2 separate regions of the Sus scrofa genome follow, and region 1 is linked to region 2. A link is a contact called in public HiChIP or PLAC-seq data. All regions are on one chromosome and are shown on one strand. The core of a region is the stretch at or near the end of the contact, and the rest is flanking DNA. Distances in the headings are between cores, read along the strand shown. Region 1 overlaps ASB1 (ankyrin repeat and SOCS box protein 1). Region 2 has its middle 4.6 kb from the start of HES6.

Region 1 (4,500 bases), core at 26-2,525, 170 kb before region 2:
TGACTGAAGGTTTTCTCGCGACAGCTGCTCTCAGAGGCCTTTCCCTGGGGTGAACATCCCAGGGCTGAACGAAGCTCTTTGGGGAGAGGCTTTTCCCCTTCTCTGCATTCATGAGGTCTTCCTGTGTGTGAATCTGTCAGGGGTGAATGAGGCTGGACCTGCAGCTTAATGCCTTCTCACCCTGGTCGGACTTAACAGACTTTGAGGCAACCCAAGTTTGAAGTTTTGGCAGGAGGTCTTCCCACGTTTGCTGCACTCTGAACACCTTTGTAGGCTGTGAACTTCCCAGAGCTAAATCAGACCTTTGGCAAAGGGCTCTCATTCCATGGATTCAAAGGGACTTTCTCTAGTATAAACTTTCTGAGGCTGAGGGAGCCGAGCAGTGTGGCTACCGGCTCTCTGACACTTACTGCACTAACTGGGCCTTTCTGTCCTGCACCAAACAAGTGTGTTTTCTTCGCTGAATGCATCCTTCCCCCAGCGGCTGCACTCAAAAGGCCCTTCGCCAGTGTGGATTCTGAGGGGGGGTTAAGTGCATTCAGACCCCCCCCCCGGCTGGGGCTGCCTGGGCTCCCTCACACTGGATGCACTGCCCAGGGTCTAAGGGCTCCCCGCCCCCGCGCCCCTACCTGGCCGCCCCCTCCTGTGGTTGGCCTGGCGCCGTCTTCCAGCGCCGGGGAACCTGTCCCCCCCGCACACTAGGGCGTTCTCTGACACGTGGCTCCACAGCGCTCCACGAGGCCCTACCCTGCCCGCTTTTGCAGGGTTTCTCCGCGGTGCTGCTTTGGCGCCGGGAAAACGGAAGCTTCCTCCTGACGGCAGCTTCTGCCGGCTGCGGCGCCCCGGTCCTCAGCCTGGGCCACACGCCGCACGGTACGGGTCTGAGTGGACAGACGTGCGTGGGGAGCCCCGACCCGACACCCTCTTACAAAAACACAGCGCTCAGAAGGTGCCCCCTCTGCTTCACACCAACCACCCGGGGCCACAAGTGAAACGTTCCCCGCGTCGGATCGCCACCAGCAGGCCCCGAACCCAATCAAGGCGCCGCTCGGCCTCCCGGGCCACATCCTGAGACCACCCGGCCCTGCCAGAGGAGGGGCGCCAGCCGGGAATCCCCCGGCACGGCCCCCACGCACCTCCCTGCTGGATCCGAGCTGCACAGACCCCAGGGCGGAAGCGACCCCGGGAGGACGGCTCCGGAAGTCCCGCCCCACGCCGCCGGACGCACAGGAACACCCCCTCCTGGATTGGCCCGACACGGGTGTGACGTAGGTCAGAATGGGCGCTAAGAGATGGCGTTCCCACGCGGGGCGGGGCTTCACTGCCTCTTAAAGGAGACGCGCCAAGATTTCCGGGACAAGTACTAAATGCCACTTGCTGAAGGGCAGTGGCTGCCCTGGTGGCTGTGAGAGCACCTTCTTAAATTGGGTGTTGTTTTTCTAGGAAGGTGACCGTTTCTTCTGAATTCTCACATTACTATCAAAAAGTTGTTATAATATGTCCTCTCATCTTTTTACATGGTCGGTAAAATTTCCCTTTTAAATACTGGATTTGTACGCTTTTTGTCCTGACACCTCTCTGGAGGTGTATCGTTTCAGTTCTTTGGAAAGACGCACATTTTGTCTTTGTTGCTGCCTCCGTTGGTTGTAATGAATTCTGCTCTGTAGTATCTAGCTTTTACCCCACACACTCCACCTTCCATGCCCCCGTAACAGCGCGGTAGGTAGTAGGTTGCTGTTATTAGGACTGAGGCCTCCAGTGTTACTGGGATAACGTCTTCCTGCCTCGCCCAGCCTCTCGTGTTCCTTGGAGTTCTGTCCCCTGCTTTCCTAGGTACTCGTCAGTAAGTCAAGCCCAACTCCTATCCACATATGCAGAGACCACAGGTGTTCTGTAACTGAGACACCTTCTCCGGAGCCTCAGCCTCCGCACATCTGATCCCGACTGGGCATCTACTGTGCCTGAGGCTCGGCTGCCATCCTGAGAGTTTTCACCACGCTGCTGCGGAGTCACCTTGCCTCTCTTGTTGGACCCACATTTCCTGAATACCAGGCTTTCTCCTTTCTTGGTTTACTCCCTCATTCTGGAATAATACATCCTCTAATAGTTTTCTAAGAAAGGATGTGTGGAGTGTAAGTTTTTAAAGAAACTGCAAGTCTTCAGCTTGACTTTTGTATGTATTTCCCTCAGAATTCTGAGAGGGTCGAATCCCTCTATTGCCCAGTGTGGCATTTGAGGATTCCTGATCCTCAAAGCTGTTCTGAAGCCTGATCCTTTGTATGGTGTCTTGTTCATACTCTCAGGAAGTTACAGAGTCCTCTTTCTCCCCAGTGTTCTGAAATTCCATGGTGATGTGCCAAGGCAAAGCTATTTCTCCTTCCACTGTGTTAGTACGAGGCTGGTCCTTACAATTTGGAAACCCAGCCTTCACTCAGAATTCTCTTGAATTATGTATTGGAATCCACTACTAGCTGGGGGGGACTGGCCATATTCAGTGTCGGTTCGTATCTCAAGCTATTTCCTTTTAGGCTGGTGAGACTCCTCAAGACGCCTTTTCTCCTTTATTTCCTGCCTGGAGGGTAGAGCCTGTTTCCAGAGCCAAGGGAGCCAACGGTTTTACGTGGGGAGGGCTGATGCCACAACTCCCTTCGCCTCCGCCTGGGCTGGGCTGGGCTGGGGCTGGGACAACTGCCCGACTGTGTGCGGTGGAGAGCTGCAACTGCTTCTGAAGCTGGCTGCCAGCCAGTCCTCCTGCTTTCACTCTTCCACACACACTGCTAGAGGTACCTGGACCTGCCAATCCCAGAGCCTCTGGCAGCTCTGCAATAAAACCAGATTTGCACATGTTCTCAGTTCTTTCTCACAGGGCCGTTTTCGCGGGTATTTCTAAGTCAGTTACTGTTCATCTGTTTTCTTGAGAGCTTCCAAAATGTTGCTGTTTATAGTCATCCTAGTGGGATAATGCTTTTTTAAAGAATTAAAATTGCCTGTAATTTCGACAGATCTCAGGAAGGCGCTGTGGAAAGCGACCGCGTTCAGTTTTAAGAGTCTGGAAAACGAAGACCTTTGCTCAGAGAGTTCACGCCTCCATCTCAGACTCCAGCGGGTGCCACGGTCATAAGCAGAGACCACAGAGAGTGCAGGAAACCGGCACACACGTGCAGCTGGGTGTGGGGGACAGAGAAAGTGGGGCCATTTCTCCGGATGGGGGGACGGTGTGAGGAACGAAGACACCATCCGAGACGGCAAAACACAGAGACACACAGGGAGTCACCGGGAGATGAACACGTGTCATTATTTAGCTCATTCATTCCGAGGTCCAGCCCAGAGCTTCACACCGCATCCTCCCTCCGTAAAAACAAGTCACATATAACCAGGGGCCCACAGTCCCCACTGCCCCCCACCCGACAGAGCACTGCAGAGACAGCATCGCCGTGAAGGGGGGCCATGTGTTTCAGACCCTTTGGGGGCACACGCTCGTCCAACTAGGAACTCCATCAAGCCAAACAGGCTCACCCATCCGCTGATACGTGTGCAACATCTGGGGGGCCTCCCTGGAGCACGAGGGTCCCCAGAGCTGCTCAATAAAACTCCTGTTTTAGACACTCCTTTCTCCAAATCATTAGACACTTTCCAGAGATCCAGTTGCTTCCACCTGAAATCCATACACCAAGATTTCACATGACCAATTCTATCCACAAAGATAAACAGTCCACAAAATTAAGGCATCTGGGGCAGGGGGGGTTTAAGGGAATAAAGCATTTATTAAAGTTACAATCACATATCAAAGATGTCCATCATATTTCTGAAAGCTTTTAACCAGGCACAAGTGCAAGAACAGGCACGGGCCCAGCTGCTGCAGGCAAGCACATGGGCACTGCCGCAGGAGGGCCGAGACTCGGGCCGACGGTCAGCGCTCCCTTCAGCACGGGTGAGGCACCGCACGTGCCCAACACCAAAGAAGCAGGGGGAGCTGAGCAGACACCACAAAGCAGGGCAGGGGCACTGCTGGCTAAGTGACAGCAGCAAACAATTTCACACAGGAGGGCTGTCCTCACAAGAACCACACAAGACTGGGCATCCCCCACCTGCTGCAGATCGGAAACCCAGGCAACGTCCAAAGAGAAGGGTCCCCAGGCAGCCCGGACCTGAGCAATTGCAAGTTAGGGCTGCAGAAGCCCGGCTTCCCCCGCCGCCTCCTCCACTCAATGGTCTTCTGGAACTTACAGTAAGTACTCTGCACAGCCCCGCACTTCAGGACCCACAGGCCCCGCCCACGGGGTCCTCCTGGGACGGGGTCCTCCTGGGACACCGTCCCACTCACCCCTTCGGTCTGCGATCGGTTCTCCTGTTGCATTATCAAGGGGGCCAGGTTGGTGGAGGGAGGTGAGACCGGAGGGACATGTGGCCCAGCGCGGCACCCCCAGAGGGAGATCCGACTGATGGAGCCAGGCCACTCAGCACTGGTCACTGAAGGCCTGGCACTAGCACTGCTGCAAC
Region 2 (4,911 bases), core at 289-2,788:
CCCTGGTGGTGGATACCATTGCACGAGTCGGTCGCCAGAGCAACAAGCTCTAAGGAAACGGCCTGTCCCTGGACCATTCTGCTCGTGAGCTTCTGGGAATGAAACGAATGCCTGGTTGCCGGCCTTGTGGTTGGGACGTTCCTTTCAAAAGTCTGGGTCCATGAGTGCGATGCAGATGGTGATCTACTGAGGTTGTCCCTTTTCTTGATTGAAGAGGCCGCTTCCCCAGTGCCAGTGACCTTGGGGTCGGGGAGACCCACCCAGTTTCCCGCCTAGGCAGCTTGAACTTGAGGTCCAGTTGGGCCCAGGAGGTCAGAAACCTTGAAAGGAAGGGGATGCCCCCTTGGGCTGGGTCAGGGCCCGCAGAGAGCCTGTGGTCCGTTGATAGGAGCCACTGCCACAGAGGGCCCAGCCCTGCACCTCCCGCCCCAGGACCCCAAAGCAGCTTGTTGTTGTCCTCACTTAGAGTTGGCAATGCCCAGGTGGGGTCAACGTGTGACAGTTGAGGATTGACACCTGGTCGCCTCTTCTGTGTGTGCCCTTTGCTTTAAGAACATCTGTCCCGGAGTTCCCATCGTGGCACAGCGGAAACAAATCCAGCTAGGAACCATGAGGTTGCGGATTTGATTCCTGACCTTACTCGGTGGGTCACGAATCTGGCGTTGCTGTGAGCTGTGGTGTAGGCTGGCAGCTGCAGCTCCGATGAGACCCCCTAGCCTGGGAACCTCCATGTGCCGCGGGTGTGGCCCTAAAAAAAAAAAAACCAACTCTCCCCAGAGCCCTTTGAACAAGAGCCCCTCAGCAGGTCCTGGCCACCAGGGGTGTTTCACCATGGCTCCCCTGTGATCCAGTCTTAGGCCTCAGCCACCAGGCTCTAACCAGATGCACCTTAATTTTAGTGACTGAGATGAGTTATGGAGGGGGTGAGGTGGCGAAGGCAGGTCCATAAAAGAGCTCAAGAGAGATGGAGACATTCCTGGGATTATTTTAATCGGCCAGATAAATTGATAGAGGTCATGTCCACCAGGTCCACCTGTGAGACCTCTGTCCCCTGTGACTCCCAGCAGCAACCAGAGGCCACTGTCATGAGCTCTGATGCCATTTGGGGAGCATCAGCCAGGGACTGTTTAGAAGGAACCACTCTTTACACTGGTGCCCAGACTTGGCACATCCTCCCAGAGGCCGTAGGAAGGGAGCCCAGGCCATGGGGTTCACAGTACAGGAGGCTGGGAGTTCCTGCTGTGGTGCGAGGGGAATGACGGAGTCTTGGGAGCGCTGGGATGCGGGTTTGATCCCTGGCCCGACACAGTGGGCTAAGGATCTGGCTTCACCGCAGCTGGGGCTTAGGTCGTAACTATGGTTCGTATCTGATCCCTGGCCCAGGAACTCCCAAGCAGGGGCAGCCAAAAGAGGAAGAACGACAACAAAAAATACAGGCGGCTGAGCTGGAGAGAGAGGTGTTTCCGACACCAGGGCCCTCCTGAGGTCAGAAGCCACTAACCCAGAACTCTGGCCCTGTGCCCCCGCCCACCCGTGAGTCAGCTTCCCTGAAGCCCTTGAGAGAAGCCGCTTTTCTTTCTCAACAAACGTGGCTCCCAGAGCAGAGACCACTGGCAGCCTCCGTGGGGCCAGGGCAGCTTCTGCCTATTGTGCAGCCTGGGCCCACTGGTTTCCAGCCTGCTCTCCTTCCTGTTCTGCCGGACGAGCCTTTCGCACCCCCTCCTCTCAAAGCCCCTCCAAGCCCTCACAGCCTTGCTCTAGGTGTTTGGTAGCCCTGCTTCATCATTCCTGGGAACTGCCTCCTTCCCACTTCAAACCCCTGGCTTGTGGTATTAGTCTTCTATGAATGCCATAAACTGCCACAAACTTGGTGTCCCAAAGCAATGTGACTGTATTCTCGGGCAGTTCCATAAGACGTCTGAGACGACTCACCAGGCTAAGGTCAAGCCAGAGCTGCACTTCCGGCTGAAGGTTGAGGGTGACTCCCTTCCTTTTCCCACCAGAGGCCGTCCACATTCCTGGGCTGGTGGCCCCCTTCCTCCAGCTTCAAAGGAGCCACGTTACACCTGACACGTCTATACCACATTTCCTTCTGACCCTCCTCCACTGCCCCGCTGGTCTCTCTACTTGTAAGGACCCGTGATGTCTTTGAGGTCACCTGAATAATCCCTGCCTCAAAGTCCTTAACTTTTTTTTTTTTTTTTTAGGGCCGCACCTGGGGCATATTGCAGTTCCCAGGCTAGGGGCAAAGCGGAGCTGTAGCCACCAGCCTACGCCACAGCCACGCCATATCATATCTGAGCTGCGTCTGCGACCTACACCACAGCACATGGCAATGACGGATCCTTTAACCCACTGAGTGAGGCCAGCGATCAAACCTTTGTCCTCATAGACACTAGTCAGGTTTGTTAGTGCTGAGCCACAATGGGAGCTCCAAGGTCCTTAACCCTCAAAGAGATCTGCAAAGCCTCTTTTGCCATGTAAGGCGGCCTCGTCATAGGCTGTGGAAATGAGGGTGTGGACATTCTGGGGAGCCATTACTCTGCTGACCACACCCACCTGCGCCTCCGCCCAGGCATTCTGCCTTCCACTGAGATGCAGGGCAGTGCCAGCCCTTCACACAGGATTGGGGTCCGTACCCTCTGACCTGCTCCATGGACCCTGCTCTCTCCCAGCATCGTCAATGGCTCCTCCCTTCTGGATCATTCTCATCAACCTGGGAACATCTAGCATGGACCTCAGATGTCTCGGGCAATAACCATGCCATGGACTTGGTCACTCGTTGAACCCTAAGCTTCTGCCTTCCGTCCGCTCCATCCCAGGAAACCTGTTTAGACCGCTTCAGGGTCTCCTAGGTATTGTCCTACCATTTCCTTCCCAGTCGCGTTTCTTGAGAATAGACTCCTTTCTTAATTTCCTCACCTGCTTGCTCGTCACACAATTTCAGAAAGACCCACATTGCCCACAATTCTCCTGAAAACTTCTGGTGTGTCAGGATGGCCAAGTGGTCTAAGACGCCAGATTCAAGCTTCTGCTTCCTGCCGAAAACTCCTGGTAATCTCCAGTGAGTCCTGATGGCGCTTTGGTTTCCATCTTACCTGTGTTACAGCATCTGACCTTGTCCATAACTTCATGCTTCTTAAAATGCTGTGCTCTGCTAGTTTTCTCACTTTCTCTTCATTCCTGCTCAAGTTCTAGGCAGGGCTGTTCCCAGGGCCCCCACCCCACCCCATAAATGGCATGTGCCCCGCATTCCCTCCCTCAGACCTCTTAATCTCGAGACCAAGCCTATGCGGTCTCCGCGGCTTCGCCTGCTGTGCCACTGACTCCAGCAGGGACATCCAGCCCAGGCCTCTCTGGAGCTCTAGTTTGCCCTCGGATATCCCACGGGTTCTTCAGACTCAGCAAGCCCCAGCCTGAACTCAGCCTTTCCTGCAAAGCCTGCACCTCCTTTCAGAGTCTGGACCCCCAAGAGCGGCATCGTCACCCATCAGGGAGAAACCCCCTTTTCCTTCAGCCCCACCTGCCAGCAGCGTCCAGGAACCGTCATTTCCATCTCTCTCTCTTTTTCGGTCTTTTTTTTCTTTTTTCAATTTTTGGCTGCCCTGCAGCATGTAGAGTTCCTGGGTCAGGGATCAGATCTGAGCCGCAGTCTCGACCTAAGCCAAAGCTACGGCAATGCTGGATCCTTAACCCGCTGTGTGGGGCGAGGGATGGAAAAATGCATCCCAGGCTTCCAAGGCACTGCGGCTGATCACATTGAGCCACAGCGAGAGCTCTTGTTTTTTTGTTTTGTTTTGTTTTGTTTTTTTCCAATGGCCACATCTGGGGCATATGAGAGTTCTAAGGTCAGGAACTGAATCGAACCATGGCTGAGTCCTATGCCGCAGCTGCATCAATGTGGGATCCTTTAACCCACTGCACTGGACTGGGACTCAAACCTGCACCTCTGCAGCAACCTGAGCTGCTGCATTCGGATTCTTTTTGTTGTTGTTTCTTATTTATTTTGCATATAGTAGTTTGTCTTTTTTTTTTTTTTTTTTTTTTTTGTCTTTTGTCCTTTTTAGGGCTGCACCCACGGCATGTGGAGGTTCCCAGGCTAGGGGTCTAATCAGAGCTGAAAACCGGTCTACACCACAGCCACAGCAATGCTGGATCCTTAACCCACCGAGCAAGGCCAGGGATCGAACCTTCAACCTCATGGTTCTTAGTTGGATTCGACGGGAACTCCATGCACTCCGGATTCTTAACCCACTGTGCCACAGCAGGAACTCCCATTGCTACCTCTCACGGGTGGAGTGAAGGAATGAATGAACAAGCTTGCACCTTATCTTGCCCCTTTCTCTCTGTCCCTCCTGCAACATCCAGGATCTTATCTCTCACCCGGAGAACGAGAGTGGGCTTTAAAAAACTCTCTATGGCTAGTATTCCCTCCGAAACCTAAGTCCTTCCAAAGCCCAGCACTCTGCAGATGAGCAGGTGTGGTGAGCCCCGACTCCCCGGGTTGGCTGGGGAACTTCAGAGCCTGCCTCTGCGCCTCATCCTCTTCCCACCCCTGCCAGCAGTTAGTGTTGCTGTGCTGCCGGCTCTCTGCTCTCCTCTCTGCTTGCCTTCAAAGTTGGCTCAGATTTGGGAAGCATTTCCTGGTCTCCCGTGGTTTCATGCAGCTTCCAAAGTTTCGCTTGCATTTCCTTAATGGTGTATATTTCAGACACTGTTGATTCATTCCACGATAGTTCTTGCATGCCTGCTCTTTCTTTGCCAGGCATTATTCTAGTTGCCAGAGATAAAGTTTCTTCTCAAGCTTATACTGTAATGAGGGAACCAGACAACAAATATGTACTCTGGCAGACAGTGTTTACCAGCCAAGAGGAGGAGGAAATCAGGCCAAGGTCAAGGGGGTAAGGAGGG

The links. HiChIP or PLAC-seq counts read pairs in DNA pulled down with a chosen protein or histone mark.
Region 1: a contact with region 2 is called in an H3K27ac HiChIP or PLAC-seq map of alveolar macrophages. The contact joins two enhancer-like sites. A contact is called at or near these places in 2 of 47 Hi-C or Micro-C datasets (heart right ventricle and retroperitoneal adipose tissue) and 1 of 2 datasets of contacts at active chromatin or transcription factors (alveolar macrophages).

What each region holds. Positions count from the first base shown.
Region 1 is chr15:137,950,821-137,955,320 of Sscrofa11.1, reverse strand. ASB1 (ankyrin repeat and SOCS box protein 1) reads right to left here. Exons shown (of 7, transcript XR_002339448.1): 7 at 3,271-3,655. Among named protein-coding and RNA genes, the nearest start is that of ASB1, 22 kb to the right of the region's middle. Within about 2 kb of position 1,275, at least 51 of the 83 cell types and tissues checked have an H3K27ac peak or open chromatin away from gene starts, as enhancers often do. A contact at or near this core is called in alveolar macrophages and retroperitoneal adipose tissue, where this site is marked.
Region 2 is chr15:137,780,653-137,785,563 of Sscrofa11.1, reverse strand. No RefSeq gene overlaps it. Among named protein-coding and RNA genes, the nearest start is that of HES6, 4.6 kb to the left of the region's middle. Within about 2 kb of position 1,538, at least 5 of the 83 cell types and tissues checked have an H3K27ac peak or open chromatin away from gene starts, as enhancers often do. A contact at or near this core is called in alveolar macrophages and retroperitoneal adipose tissue, where this site is marked.